Linked DNA regions of Zea mays: region 2 is linked to region 1. The links are chromatin contacts, called in public Hi-C maps. All regions are on one chromosome and are shown on one strand. The core of a region is the stretch at or near the end of the contact, and the rest is flanking DNA. Distances in the headings are between cores, read along the strand shown.

What was found. A called contact is a pair of places that touch in the nucleus more often than the background predicts.
Region 2: a contact with region 1 is called in a Hi-C map of leaf, with 5 times the contacts expected there. The contact joins the promoter of LOC100192586 here to the promoter of LOC103637950 in region 1. A contact is called at or near these places in 3 of 25 Hi-C or Micro-C datasets (bundle sheath, ear and leaf).

The regions. Positions count from the first base shown.
Region 1 is chr9:12,662,834-12,669,716 of Zm-B73-REFERENCE-NAM-5.0, forward strand. It overlaps LOC103637950 (dnaJ homolog subfamily B member 3), which reads right to left and starts at 3,780. Exons shown (of 6, transcript XM_008660950.3): 1 at 3,441-3,780; 2 at 3,261-3,354; 3 at 3,078-3,148; 4 at 2,829-2,891; 5 at 2,445-2,735; 6 at 1,395-1,770. The coding sequence starts at 3,572. The coding sequence ends at 1,606.
Region 2 is chr9:12,846,380-12,853,026 of Zm-B73-REFERENCE-NAM-5.0, forward strand. It overlaps LOC100192586 (putative cinnamyl-alcohol dehydrogenase family protein), which reads right to left and starts at 2,347. Exons shown (of 8, transcript NM_001137801.1): 1 at 2,171-2,347; 2 at 2,011-2,077; 3 at 1,803-1,896; 4 at 710-823; 5 at 344-571. The coding sequence starts at 1,891. It also overlaps the pseudogene LOC111590239.

The sequences.
Region 1 (6,883 bases), core at 2,530-5,029:
TGGTGAGCCTCCGGCCAATCTGCTCCCTCTCTCTTTCTCTCTCTGTTCTATGAAAGGAGACAAGGGTAGCAGACGAAAATGGGGTAGAACCCAAGGGGTTTTCTGGAAAGCATCATAGACTCAGGGGAATAGTGTCCGAGGACCTAAAATCAAGGATTTGTGTATGGTTAAAACCCGAGGTCTAACATGCAAAACGGGTTTCCCTTTTTTTCTTTTCTTTTCTTTCGGTTTAAACCGCATAGAACCTTGGAAAATTCATAACTCGACGAGTTTTAGAGCACAAAATTTCATGAAATAAATTTTGTGGTACTTCTATGTAATAGATCTAAAGTTTAAATATGTTGCATATCGAGTTCCTAATACTTTTATGCACAGTTTTGAGTTAAACAAGGAAACCAAGCTTTTCTTCTAAAAAAATTGGTGACTGAATAATGGTCAGAAAAATATGATTCTAATTTTTTTATGTTTCTCCTAAGATTATCTATCTGTGATAAATATGTTAGTGGTATGTTTACTGAGAAAATGAATTTTGTGAATTAAAAAGTGAAGTTGCTGATTAAATTAGTAGATAAATAGCAAACTCACTGGGATTGGTGTGAAACTTTTTGTGAGTATGACTTATGTGGTTTGTCACGCCTGAGTTAAATATGAGCCACTGGTTATATAGAAATTTTGTGAGTTATGGTTTAAAAACATAAAAGGTTGTTTTCTTTAGAAAAATCATAGAAAGAGATTTACCATGAAAATGAACATGTAGATTAGGCCACCTGAAGATTTGACCATATACACAGAAGGTCAGAGTCAGTAACAGGTGGGTCTATAGGTGACCAATAGATTGGGCTATATGGGCCGGCACGAAGCACGACCATTTTGGCTCGAGCACAGGCACGACACGATAGTAATAGTGTTTGAGTTGACACGAGGCTTGTTATGGGCTGTGTTTGGGATTGAGTACAAGCCCATCGAACGGCATGAGTATACCCCATTTACTCCCGGTCCATTTATCACAATGATAGGCACGAACAACTCATCAAACTAAGTACGACACATCACGACCCATGTGTGGCTCAACCTTATTTATTCTAATTTAGCCCACCATATATATAATTATGACCAATTCGACCATCACTTTCATGCTATTTTCGAGTTATGCTATAAAAATAGAAAAATAAACAAGAAAAAACATGTTATTTTTGAACTCTGTTACAAGTCAGGCCTTAGATTTAGCACGATACGATATAATAGCCCGACATGACCGTTTAAAAACTAATTAGTCCGTGTTTAAGCTTAGACTTTGATCCACGAATACGACACGACCCGCTATTTATCCGTACCGTACCTCCGCCCAATTAATTCGGCACGATGGCCGCATCTCTTCGTAAAGTTGTTACTAGTTTACTACCAACCACTCTCAATTTCTCCCAAATAAAAATTCATCGAAACAATGCAGCAAGAGATTGGCTATTTATGGCTAGCTTGGAATAGATTGAAGAATGAAACAGATCTTTTCTCTCTCCTTTTCAACGTGCCTCGAGCTACTACGACTGACGCGAGCCAGTAAGTGAATAAACGGTGCTCTAATCAAGATTCAAGACTAGAGGCCGTTCACTGCCCACAAGTTTCTACTGCTTTGGCTCTGCCGCGCGAGCGCGACATCCCACCACCGGAGCCGGAGACGTCGCGGCTCGTTGACAGCCTCTGCTTGCTGCCGCTCCTCTCGTCACCGCCGTCGCACGCCCATGCCGCCGGCCTCTCCTTCGACTTGCTCACCTGCACGGAAGATGGTAGTGTTTATTATTTGCGACTAAAGATTCTAACATTGAATATAGAAGCATGCAAGTTTCATGTCTGAACATGTTTGCATCTCAACAGGCGACAGATCTTTTGAAGTACAATTTGGAATGCCATTTGTATACGCGGCGACTCTCACACTTCAAAAAAATTTGTTTTCAAGAAGTCAAAGAATTCTAACTCTAATAAAATATATAAACAATGAGTAATATTAAGATACACCTTAATGAGGGTGTGTTTAGAAGCGAAGTATTTCCGAACCATGGTTTTAACAATGACACAATTATAATATTTTTATATCACTCCTAGTTATACGTATTTGGAGACAAAGTGTCTTAAACCATATTATTTATATACATGTGCTAGACTAGTTATAGACAAAAACTTTGGATTAGAGTGGGGTTTCAAATACTCAAAAAAAAACCATAGTATCTACAAAATCATGATATTCAAAACAGAGTTTTCTACAATATAGCCAAACACCTCTCGATAAAAAAAATACTACAGTATTCTTCAATACCATTGTTTTATCTCAAAACTTAAAAAATTCTTATGGGGTGTACTATAATTTAACAGCTGCGTCGAGCGCATCGCATTCAGCAGAGCCAAAAAGCAGGCAACTGTGAAAAAAGAGCAACAAAACAAGAGCTTACCATGAAACAGAATCCAGAGAGGCCCAGATCCGGTTCCAGGCCAGCCCAACCGGTCCTCGGCCGCTTCGCCGTCGAACCCCGCCTCCCAGCGCCGTTAAACGACGACGGTGTTTGCGCACCCTTACTTCTTGCAGGAGGCGTCGGCCGCAATGGCGACGTCGACGGTGGCAACGAGGTGCTGCTAGGACCCTGGGCACTGCGGCTCGTCGGAAGCCCGCCGAAGAACCCGGCGCCGTCCAGGTCGTCCTGGAACATGTCCACGAACAGCTGCTGCAGCTCCTCGAAGCTCTCCTGCACGTTGACGGATGGACTGGACTGGGTCAGCGCACGGATCTCGACGCGTGAGGGGTGCTCCAGATCTTGGCCAGCGGGTGCGGGCGTTACCGTTGGCGTGGCCTGGCTCATCATGTCGGCCATCTCTCCGAGGAAGTCGCCCATCCCCGACAGCTGCGGATGGTAAGGTATGGTATGGATGATGCATGTTGCATGCACGATCAGAGAAGAAAGAGACTGTCAGCAAAGCAAATCGAATCGAATTTCCCCCGCGAACCAAACCCCTGAAGAACACCGGTTGGGCCGGAAAATACGATACTGAGGGCACATGCATGCGATTGAGTTCGGTCGAGTAGTTACGTCAGCGTCGTCGTCCTCGCTGTCGTAGACGCCGACGTCGTAGAGGAGCCGCTTGTTGGAGTCGGAGAGCACTGCTTCGACCGGTATGGATCATGTAATGCAATGTAAGAAATTCGCTTTTGGGCGGCCAAGCTAATGATCGATCAATGGAGGAGCAAGGAGGGGGAGACGGGAAGTGGTCACCGGAGTAGGCGCCCTGGATCTCCTGGAACCGCTCCTTGGCCTCCTCCACGCGCGCCGAGCTGCCGGACGCCGAGCACCTGTCCGGATGCCATATCTGCATGCAACCAGGTGTAGATAAATTCAGTGGGAATGGTTCCCGATTTGGAGCGGTTGATTGGCGAGCTCGAAAGGAAGGCGTACCATGGCGAGCCTCCGGTACGCGACCCTGAGCTCGGCGTCGGTGCACTCCCTGTTGAGCCCGAGCACGGCGTAGAGGTCGGCGCCAGGAGCTGCCTCCTGGTCCTGGATGTTGCCGCACTGACCGGCAGTCATGTCGGCTGGCGCCGGCGCGCGCCGAGGCTGCCGCTCTGCTCGACTGCTCTGCTCGAGAGGAGGGGGGTTGCAGAGTGGCGTGCACCGGAGAAGGGGAAGGGGTCCGGCCAGAAGCAAACAAACAGGGGCGAGGCGAGGCGAGGCGAGGCGAGTGGCGCAAGTTGCTTGGCTGGCTTGCGGTTCCACGCTAAACGCGAAGGCTCCAGAAGCTGGACCTGACACCGACGCCTGCTTGCGGTTTTAAAGACGGAAAGTATGTGGTCACATCACCTTTTAATTAACGTCATGCTAACAAAGATATTTACCGTAGTAAAAAGGGTTTGCGTGAAACATGATTCGTAAAAGTTAGAAACAAAGGTACTTACGGCTTTACGACTCTGCTACGATACTAAAGAGTAAATGGGTTCACAAATCACAACGGCGGCGCTGAGTGAGTGAAGGAGGGATTGTGGGGTCGCGGAGATGATGAGAAATGATTTAAATAATATTATTTATTTAATTTTATTGAGTAAAAGAGAAGATTATCTATTAATTTGAATTGTTTAAATTTGGGTATAATTTATTTAGTGGATTTAGTGAAGGTTATGAGTGTAGGCGTAATTTGGTTCGGTGAGTTTTAAAAGTTTAAACGATTGTATTATGTAGTGGTATACACTATACAATTTATGTTGTAAGTTGCCCGGCTCTATTATTATAAAGTAATTATGTTGTATGGAGGCCATGGTTCAATAAATAAAGCAATTAATCGAAACACTGAATGGCAATGCAAAAATGTACTTGATCGGCGGGCACAATGGCTCACAAGACCCAATCACCCAATGGCCGACTTGATCTACGGGCACAACGGATTCTCTAGATTAACCTTAGATTTATTTCAAAATGAGTTTTTCTATACACGTAAGACAACTTTTTTCTTAGGCCCTGTTCCGAAGCGAGTAAAGACATGTTTGGAAGCATCGAATTAAGTAACTGGTTTATAAAAAAAAAACTAGTTCCAAACATACTAGTTTATATCCAGTTTATAGAAACTAGAGATAGAAACCGAGAATCTAATTTCTATAAAAACTAAGGTCCTATTTAGAAGTAACCCAATTTTTTAAAAAACCAGTTTCTATGTTTTATCTAAGAGAGGCCAGCTTCTTGGTTTTTAAGAAACCGAGAATCTAATTTCTATAAACTGAGTTATAAACTAGTATATTTGGAACCACCTTAATTTATATAAACTTAGCTAAATGCAGTTTATAAAAACTGAGGTGGCTCCAAACACCATTAACTAGTTTTTTTAAATCGGTTTCTATAAACTGGAGATACAAACTAGATTCTTAAAAATGGTTTGCTTCCAAAAATGACCTAAGTTTTTAAGAATTCAGGTTCTATCACCAGTTTCTACAAAATGGTTTATAAAAAAAATTGGTTAATAGTGTTTGAAAACCACCTCAATTTCTACAAACTAGTTTTAGCTAAGGAAGACTAAATTCAGTTTTTATAAACTGGTACGTTTATAACCACCTTAGTTTTTATAAACTAGATTCTTAAAAGCTGAGGGCTTCTAAACATACCTTTACTTTGTTCCTTCTCAAAATATAATGATTGCATCTTCATAAAAAATACTATCTTAACAATATTGATTTTCTACTTTTAAATTGGAAAGTACATTTATTTTTAGGATAGAGAGATGAAATAAAGTGTTGCAATGCAAGCACCGGAGGGAGGCGGAACCCTCGGGAAGTCGGGATCTTTATGACGAAAGTGCTTTGATATTGAGTGAATTAAGATGGATCCCAACCATGGATAGTAACGGGTCATCATTTAAATAATTATTTAGCTCTTAATTAATTTTAGTTTAAAATGAGTAAAATATAGTCTAACAATTTTTAAATTTTATAGTGTAAAAATTATAGTCCATTACCACTTCTAACCACAACTCTTCTATGCATTTTTAAAAATCAATTTACAAAATTAATTAAAACCGCTTATATCTATAAAAGAGTGATGCTTCGAACTTGCAAGAGAAGCCCCGAAGATTATGGGTCGATAGAAAAGATTATTAGACTGTCTCCAGCAACGTCCTCTATATACATCATCTATATCCGTTCTTTACAGTCTTCTCTAAAAGATTTCATCTCCTATATCTACTTTCTCTCCAACAACATCCTCTAAATCACGTCCTCTATATGTAAATACCTATATTAAAGATATTTTTTATTTTTTAATTTTTGTACATACGTATTTGTCATACTTTCAAATGTATTGTACATATTTTAATTTTAACCGGTTGTTTAAAGTATTCAAATAGATAGAGAACCGTTTAGAGAAACTCTACATATAGAGGATCCAGCAGCGTTCTCTAAATTTAGAGGACCGTTTAGAGGACGTTGCTAGAGGGAGTAGAGGACGTCATCGTCCTCTAAATTTAGGGTACAGAACCCTTTAGAGCTCCTTGTTAGAGCTAGTCTTAGAATGTCACGTACCCAAGGATAATAAGGTGACATAAGCCACTAAAGGATGTCAAGTTAGATTTATGGTATAGTGAGAGAAATAAAGTGGAGAGAGAGAACGACATGTTCATTAGTAGCCAGCTGAGAGTGGGATGCACATAGGTGTTGTTGGGGGCCTTCGGCTTCCGAAGGTCCTCAAAAATATGATTTGACAATGTTTTTCAAGTGAAACATGCGAACAGGTATCTTCGGATTCGGATCATGAGCATACAGAGCATGGTTAAGACGAAGCTTGAGCCAGACGAAAGATGATTACGACGAAGGATAAGGTGATCACGAAGCTGCGCGCAGGAAAGCTTCGACATGACAGCAGAAAAGGGGAACCGACTTAAAGATGAAAAGGCAAATTAGACCTCGAAGGATTACTATAGAGTTATTAGCAAATGTAAAGGGCATGAATGTAATTTTACATGGGCTGCGTCCCTTGCCTATAAATAGATGAACAGTACCCCCGTACTGTTTGGCATTCGCTTTTTGCATCACGCCTGTATCTTTACTTTCCGTCAAACCGAAGGTACATTTATAATTTGTTATTTTGAATATGGTAATGCAAATAAAAATAAGTTGATGACAATGTTTATATTATTTTTTATTTCGTATATGAATTCTTCCTTATCATTTATTGTGTTTACGAAGGTTTTTCCTTCACAACCTTCATCCGGAATTCATTATATCCGAAGGGACATAATGTCTTGAAGGACGAAGGACTTTAGTATTTAACACTTTTTATGTTGCCTTGTTCTTAACTCTTAGCATTTGAGAACAAGTCTCCAACAGGTGTGTTTGGTTGCAATGACAGGACGGGACGGGATG
Region 2 (6,647 bases), core at 1,097-3,596, 180 kb after region 1:
TACGGACCTATATGTTATTCTTTCATCATGTATTGATTATGATTAAAATGGATTGACAACAATAACCCAAATTTTACTCACTCTCATAAGAAACTGCATATCATCTTGAATAAGACATGGTGTGATCAAATGGGCAAATGAAATTGCAGTGGAACAAACTACAATGGAACCTGTTTGCGTCCCTAAAACTAGTTCTTATCAATATATAAAAAAAAACTTGTTTGAACAACAAATCAACAAACTATAATGGAATGGAACCTGTTTGCGTCCCTATAACTAGTTTTTATCAATACATATATAAAAAATCTTGTTTGAACAACCAATCAAAACGGTACTGACATACCTTTCATGGACTACAATGTGAGTGGAGTAACCCCCCTTTGTGACAGTTCCATCTGTATCAATGCCATTGAAAGTATAAACTGCTTTTGGGCAATGGTTGTCTAGAGAGATATTGCAGTTCTCACAATCACGGCAAGAGTTCACATATGTTCCAACACCTACATGGTCACCCACTTTAAAGCCTTTGACATCTGCACCAACCTGAGTTACAACTCCAGCTATCTCATGCCTGCACAAATTAATCATTGTGAATATATAGTACATACAGACACCATTTTCGGACAATGGGCAACACTTAATCAGCACTCCTGACTATGATGTTTTGTTTCCTCTGAGGGGTTCAACTTATTGATCTGAAAACGCTTACCCAGGAACCAAAGGATATTTTGAATCATTGAGCTTATTCCGCGTCCAAGCAACGTCTGCATAACAGACTCCACAGTATATGATCTTCAGCGAAACATCGCCGCTTTGCACTGCTCTGAAAATTAACGTACATATAATAGTTCTCGTAAGAAGACTATGAAAATGAAACCAATAAGCTAGCTGAACAGAGAGATAAACACTTTGCTGTTTGCACTCAAATTTCTGCAATCCCATCAGGCCTAAAATTCTCACCAAATGCCCATAGTAAGCATCAATTTCATGTTTTAGGGCTTGTTTGGATGAGCTAAGGCTAGTTACTAGTTGGGATGTGGAGCTCAAAGTAGCTGGTGTTGGCTAGCTAGTTGGCTAATAACTAGTTCAAGGTTTAGCTAAAAAATAGTACTCCCTCCGTTTCTTTTTATTAGTCGCTAGATAGTACAAAATTGCACTATCCAGCGACTAATAAAAAGAAACGGAGGGAGTACAACTATTAGCCCTCCTGTTTGGATGCACTAGACTAATTTTAGCTAGCTAGCAATTAGCTCTTGAATCCTTAGGCCCCGTTTGGTTCCATTAGTCCTACTGTCCTAGGACTACCTATTCTGTTTGGTTATAGGGACTAAACAGATTCTAAATATATTAAATGCAACACATAAAGACCGAAATACCCATTTTCTTGTTTCACGCCAGTTTCTAGGTAAGGGCACTTTAATTAAATGTCGCCCTTTAGTCCCTTTTAGCACTCATGTGAGGGACTAGAGACTAAAGTCAATTAGTCCCTACTTTAGACCTTCTATTTGGCAAAATAGGGACTAAACAGGACTAAAGATTAGTCCCTCTAACCAAACGGGGCCTTAGTTTGACAGACCACGAGCAGAAATAGCTGCACTACTTGTTCCACACTGGATGTGCTCATTTGAAAGACGGTATGGAACACACTGAAATCCAAAAGTAACATACATAAAAAGGCATAGAAACAATACGCTCCACAAATATCCCAAAGGAATAGGTTTTGTCGTTTAGCAAAGTAAGCAGACAGCATTCAGAGCGATAAAAATGATTCAACGTTTCACCAATCGGGAAGGCGGAGCCACCTGCGGTTAAAACTGTGTGGTGAGAGAACTCCAGAAGGATCTCTCGCTGCCCAAGCTTTGCAGTTGCCGTTCTCTGATTCAGCAGCCATGTGAACTGAACTGCAGAATGAATTCCTGCCAAGTCAGTAAATCGAAAGGCCTGGCTCAAACAGACGGAAATTTCATCGTTGACACTACAGGGGAGGGGAGGGGACAAAAAAAGACTCGCCTCTGTGTCGATTCCTTCCGCACCGGCCGCTCCCCGAACTCCCCTCAATGCAAGCGCGGCAAGCAGGCTGTTGGGTGTCGCCAGGATACAGGTAGCCGACGATAGCGAGTGAGCGATTTATAACGGGGAAGAAGATGTGATTGCTTGGAAGGGCGCAGACCGTATCATGTTCCGCTGACCGCTGAACGGATTGGAATGGAACGGAGAGGGTGGCGAATGGCGATCACTGGCGACAGCCGTGACGTCGCAGATCTGGCTATCATGTTTTTACGGGCCTCTCGCGAGCCATGAGTTCGTCGGCACTGACGTCGCAGACCTGGCAACCGTAGATTGTTTTTCGTTGCTTTGAATCTCTGAAGCTTAGGTCAACACATGTGATTATCAAATACGAGTGTTAAATATTTTGTAAATACAAAACTAATTATAGCGATGAAGATAAATCGAAGAGATAAATTTATTAGAGAAATTAATATATGATTAGCAAATATGTATCATCGTATATGTGAACCATGAAATATTTAGGTTTAGACCTTGTTTGGGCATAGATCTAGTTCTAGAAAATTTGGTGGAGTTGGTGAAGCAATTCATTGAGACCCTGTTTAGAAGAGCTTCACTTCAAAAATTTCAGGTCTATTTTTGCTTCTATTCAAACCGGTCCAGCTCCACGAGCTCTAGTTTCAAAAAAATAAAACTAGAGGTTAGTTTCATGAAATTTTTGAAGCTCCCCCAAAGAGTGCTTCAAAAACACTATTTTCATACCTCCTCGTGACATTGCATAAAAATTACCCACCATGTCATTGATTATATGACCTATCTATTCATGTTTCTTTCTCCACCCGCTAATCATCAAGGGTAACTTGGGAAACTCACAAAAAATAATTATATTACAGAAGTTGAAGTCTATGTGCAAACCAAACACTCTTGAGCTCTGTCTTACCGATCAGTTGAAGTTGTTTCATGGTGAAGCTAAAAAACGAAGCTGTAATTCTTGAAATGAAGTCCTTCCAAACATTTCCTAATGTGCTCAGAAAATCGTGGAGTTAGAGTTGTAAGTCTTTAGAAGACATTTAGATAAGTCATTTTGTTTATTATTTAGATTAAAATTATTTTTAAAAATATTTAAATTGATATTATGAACTACAGCTTCACACTCGAGCTGGAACATGGAGCGATTCCAAACACTCCCTTAATAGGTTTGTCTCTTACCATTTAGTCTCCATCTGTGTTAATTACTAATTAGTTTTGTAATCTCTGCTATTTTAAAGTAATAGTTTTGTGTGCCGTGCTTCACCAGCGAAGTATGTACGTTTGTCCCTCTTCCCGCTTTCTCACCTAACAATGGATGGTTACATTACAGAAGCGTCGTTGAAAGAGAAATGAGCAAATAAGTCATTTCTATAATATTTTGGTGATTAATGACCAACATAACATAATGGACTGACTAATTTGCATAGACTATGAGCGCGTGTTAACTCAAGTGCAAATTAAGGAATTCAAGTTCAAACGAGCTCAAACAAAGCTAGAAAGTGCAACATTTTGAAAAAAAAGTAAAACGATGAGAAAAGATGAGTTGAAAGTATGAACCTATGGCTTAGATTAGGTTGACATACTCTAATAATAAAGTTTGTCTATGTTATAGAATAGCTCCCAAGACCATCCAAATCAAATTGGAGAAGTTTTGGCTAAAACGAACTTCAACTTAGCCGATTAGGACTCACGAGATTGGTCCGGTGGTGCACTGGACCAAGTTACCAGAGAGCCCTGTAGACGACTTCGACGGTCTGGCACGTCAGACCAGACCATATTGGAACTACTTAGTCTTGAGAGTTTTGGCTAAAATTCATCGGACCTCGGTCCCGTGGTGCACAGGACCTCGCGGGTAACGACTACTTGCGGCTCCAACATGCATCTCTAGCGGCTACTTGACACGTGGCGATCCGGTGGTGGACTGGACCGGTCCAGTGTCTGCAAGATTTGGAAAGCATCACTCAGGATCCTGGGGTAGCTGCTACTGTTCACGGTCCGAAAATGCACCGAACCAGTTCGGTGCGCCAGCCGAGAACAGATCTGAGCAGAATTTCACCATAGCTAGTTGAGGGTTTTGGGCAATAAATAGCCCCCTAACCAGCATCCTCTTTATACCAAGTCACTCAAAAGTTAGTACATCATTCCTATGCATTAGAGAAACATGTCAATGTAATTCAAGTGCCCATTCTTGAGAGATAGAGTTGTATTGCTATTGTACGCTTGCGTTTTTGTTCTTTGATGTTGTTCTTGTGCTCGTGTTGTTCATTGGAGTTCTAACTTTCATAAACTTGTGTACGGCTGCAAGAGACTCTGATTTGTGGAGATCCTTTCGAGAAGCTATTATAAGGAAGATTTGTGGCCTCAAGTTAATCATGGCAGCACTTGAGAAGGTTTGAATATAACCCTCGTCCTTTGGACACCACAACGTGGATGATCAAACCAGAAAAAATTGTGTGTCTTGCGTGCTTTTCTTTTTGCAATTTTCTCTTCCTCCCTCATTCTAAGTTTTTTATATTCACTTGAGATTTTGCTATACTCTCTAAATTCTACAATCAAGAGAGCAAACAAGTGCAAGAACCTTGTTCCTTCACTCTGGCTTGATATGTATTCTTTGCTAACTTATAATTTAGATTAAGTTTGTTTGAATTTGTGAATTTTTAGGAGTTGCGTCTTCACCTCCTCTATACAACTATCACCCATGAGAAACCATCCAACCCAACCACCCAACCCAAGCCTAACACGACATGGAGCTACAAGCAGCGCAAGGCTCCCACATAATACCACCCCGCTAGCTGAAGGAGGACGAGCGACCTATAAAAAAGGTCAGACTCCTTTTCAATTTATACCTTTCTTGACCTTTTGGCTAAGATAAGTTGTAATATTTGTTCTTACTAGTTTAATATTTAATATATAGATCATATATATAGGTATCAAATATGATTGTATTGTTGCAACGTACGACCATTGTACTAGTTAAACTATATTTAATACTTTTAAATAGCATCCAAATATATGATATGACAGAACTAAAATTTAGTAGCGTGGATCCAAACATCCAATAATCAGTTACGTGCCTTCTCGCGTGCCATATCAGCTTCAAATTTTTAATAAAAATAGCTTTGTTTTATATATATATATAAAGTTACCGTATAGATGTGTTTGGTGAAGTTTACGGTGTTTGATTCACAACAAGATTTACTGCAAAAAATCTGAAATCGCAATCAAACGAGTACAACAGTCGACCAGATAATTCACATATGGAAGAAGGGACGAAGACGAGCCTGGTCTAGGGGTTCAATGGGCTTTATGTAGGCCTCGGTATCACATACCCGTGAACGTGGTCCTACGCTCCTTAAGTGTGTCATGATTTTAGTCTTGTGTAGCGCATTCAAACCGAGACTCCCTTACATAGTTATGAAAATATGGCTAGATAACAATCACTAGTTTATTGAGAACCAAATTTAATGATATCTATTAAATGTATCGCAATTGCCATCTTAGACTCACCACTACTACCAACACTGCTACCACCACCACCCCACCACTACTAACAGCACTGCCACCACCACCTTGAAATTAGTAATAACATGGACTATTATTGTAAGTATTATTAGCCTATATTGCAAGTAGCATTACTAACTAAAAAGGTTTGAAGCGATCAAAAGGAAATGGGGTCAATGCTAAAACTCAAACAGTTCCGCAGAGGGTTGAAAGAACTAGCTACATTCTTTCATAGAAGACAGGAAAAAGAGGATTGATGCTTTCTTACTTCATCTTAATATAGGGATGCTTTATGTAGCTTCCAATAAATAGGAAACAAGATGACCCATGGGGCACTCAGTGACGTATCTAAACCGTCTATCCAGTACTAGCTTTTCACACTCGGGAATATAAACTGTCGGCACTTGAAGATGAACGAAGCAAAATTACCCCCAAAAAGCCCTTAAACCCCACCACGGCTTCGACTTATCAGTTTATAGGCCCAATTAATCGGTTGCAAGGGGCGACTAAACCTCACAAAAGCCCGATTAGCCGGCCCAAATCGATGGCTTAGATATGCGATGGGCAACTAAGACAACTACCGATTAGCTAGGGTCACGAGGCGATTAATGGTAGAACGGCTCGATTTATCGTGTTGACGAGGTGGCTTACCAGCTAGGTAAACGACCAGACTGTTAAGTAACCCTAGTTAGGGTTATGTGGGCAAATACCTGCTTTGCCCCTGAGGGGTCTCACATCTCTATATAAGGAACATGTACACCCCATCATATTACAGAGATTAGAAAGAGGCCAGAGGCCCAACCCTATATCTTGTGTCTCGTGTGTTTCCTCTGTCGTGCTCATGGGAAGGGAGACGGGTTCTCTACAGCTTCTTGCGCCTCTATTGCTGACGGGAGGGAAGGGAGCGGATCTGGTGATCCGTGGTAACGTAGTTCTCAACACGTTATCAGCACGCTCTACCTCGACGTTGCTACGGGATTAGATCTGCATCAACTCTCCGTCAAGTCGGCAGGTCTCCGGCCTAGCCGAACTGTCCTACGCGACAGCTATCATTTTTGTCTACTGAATCAAGAGATGGGGTATGTAATTTCTGGATTGAATCTGTGATT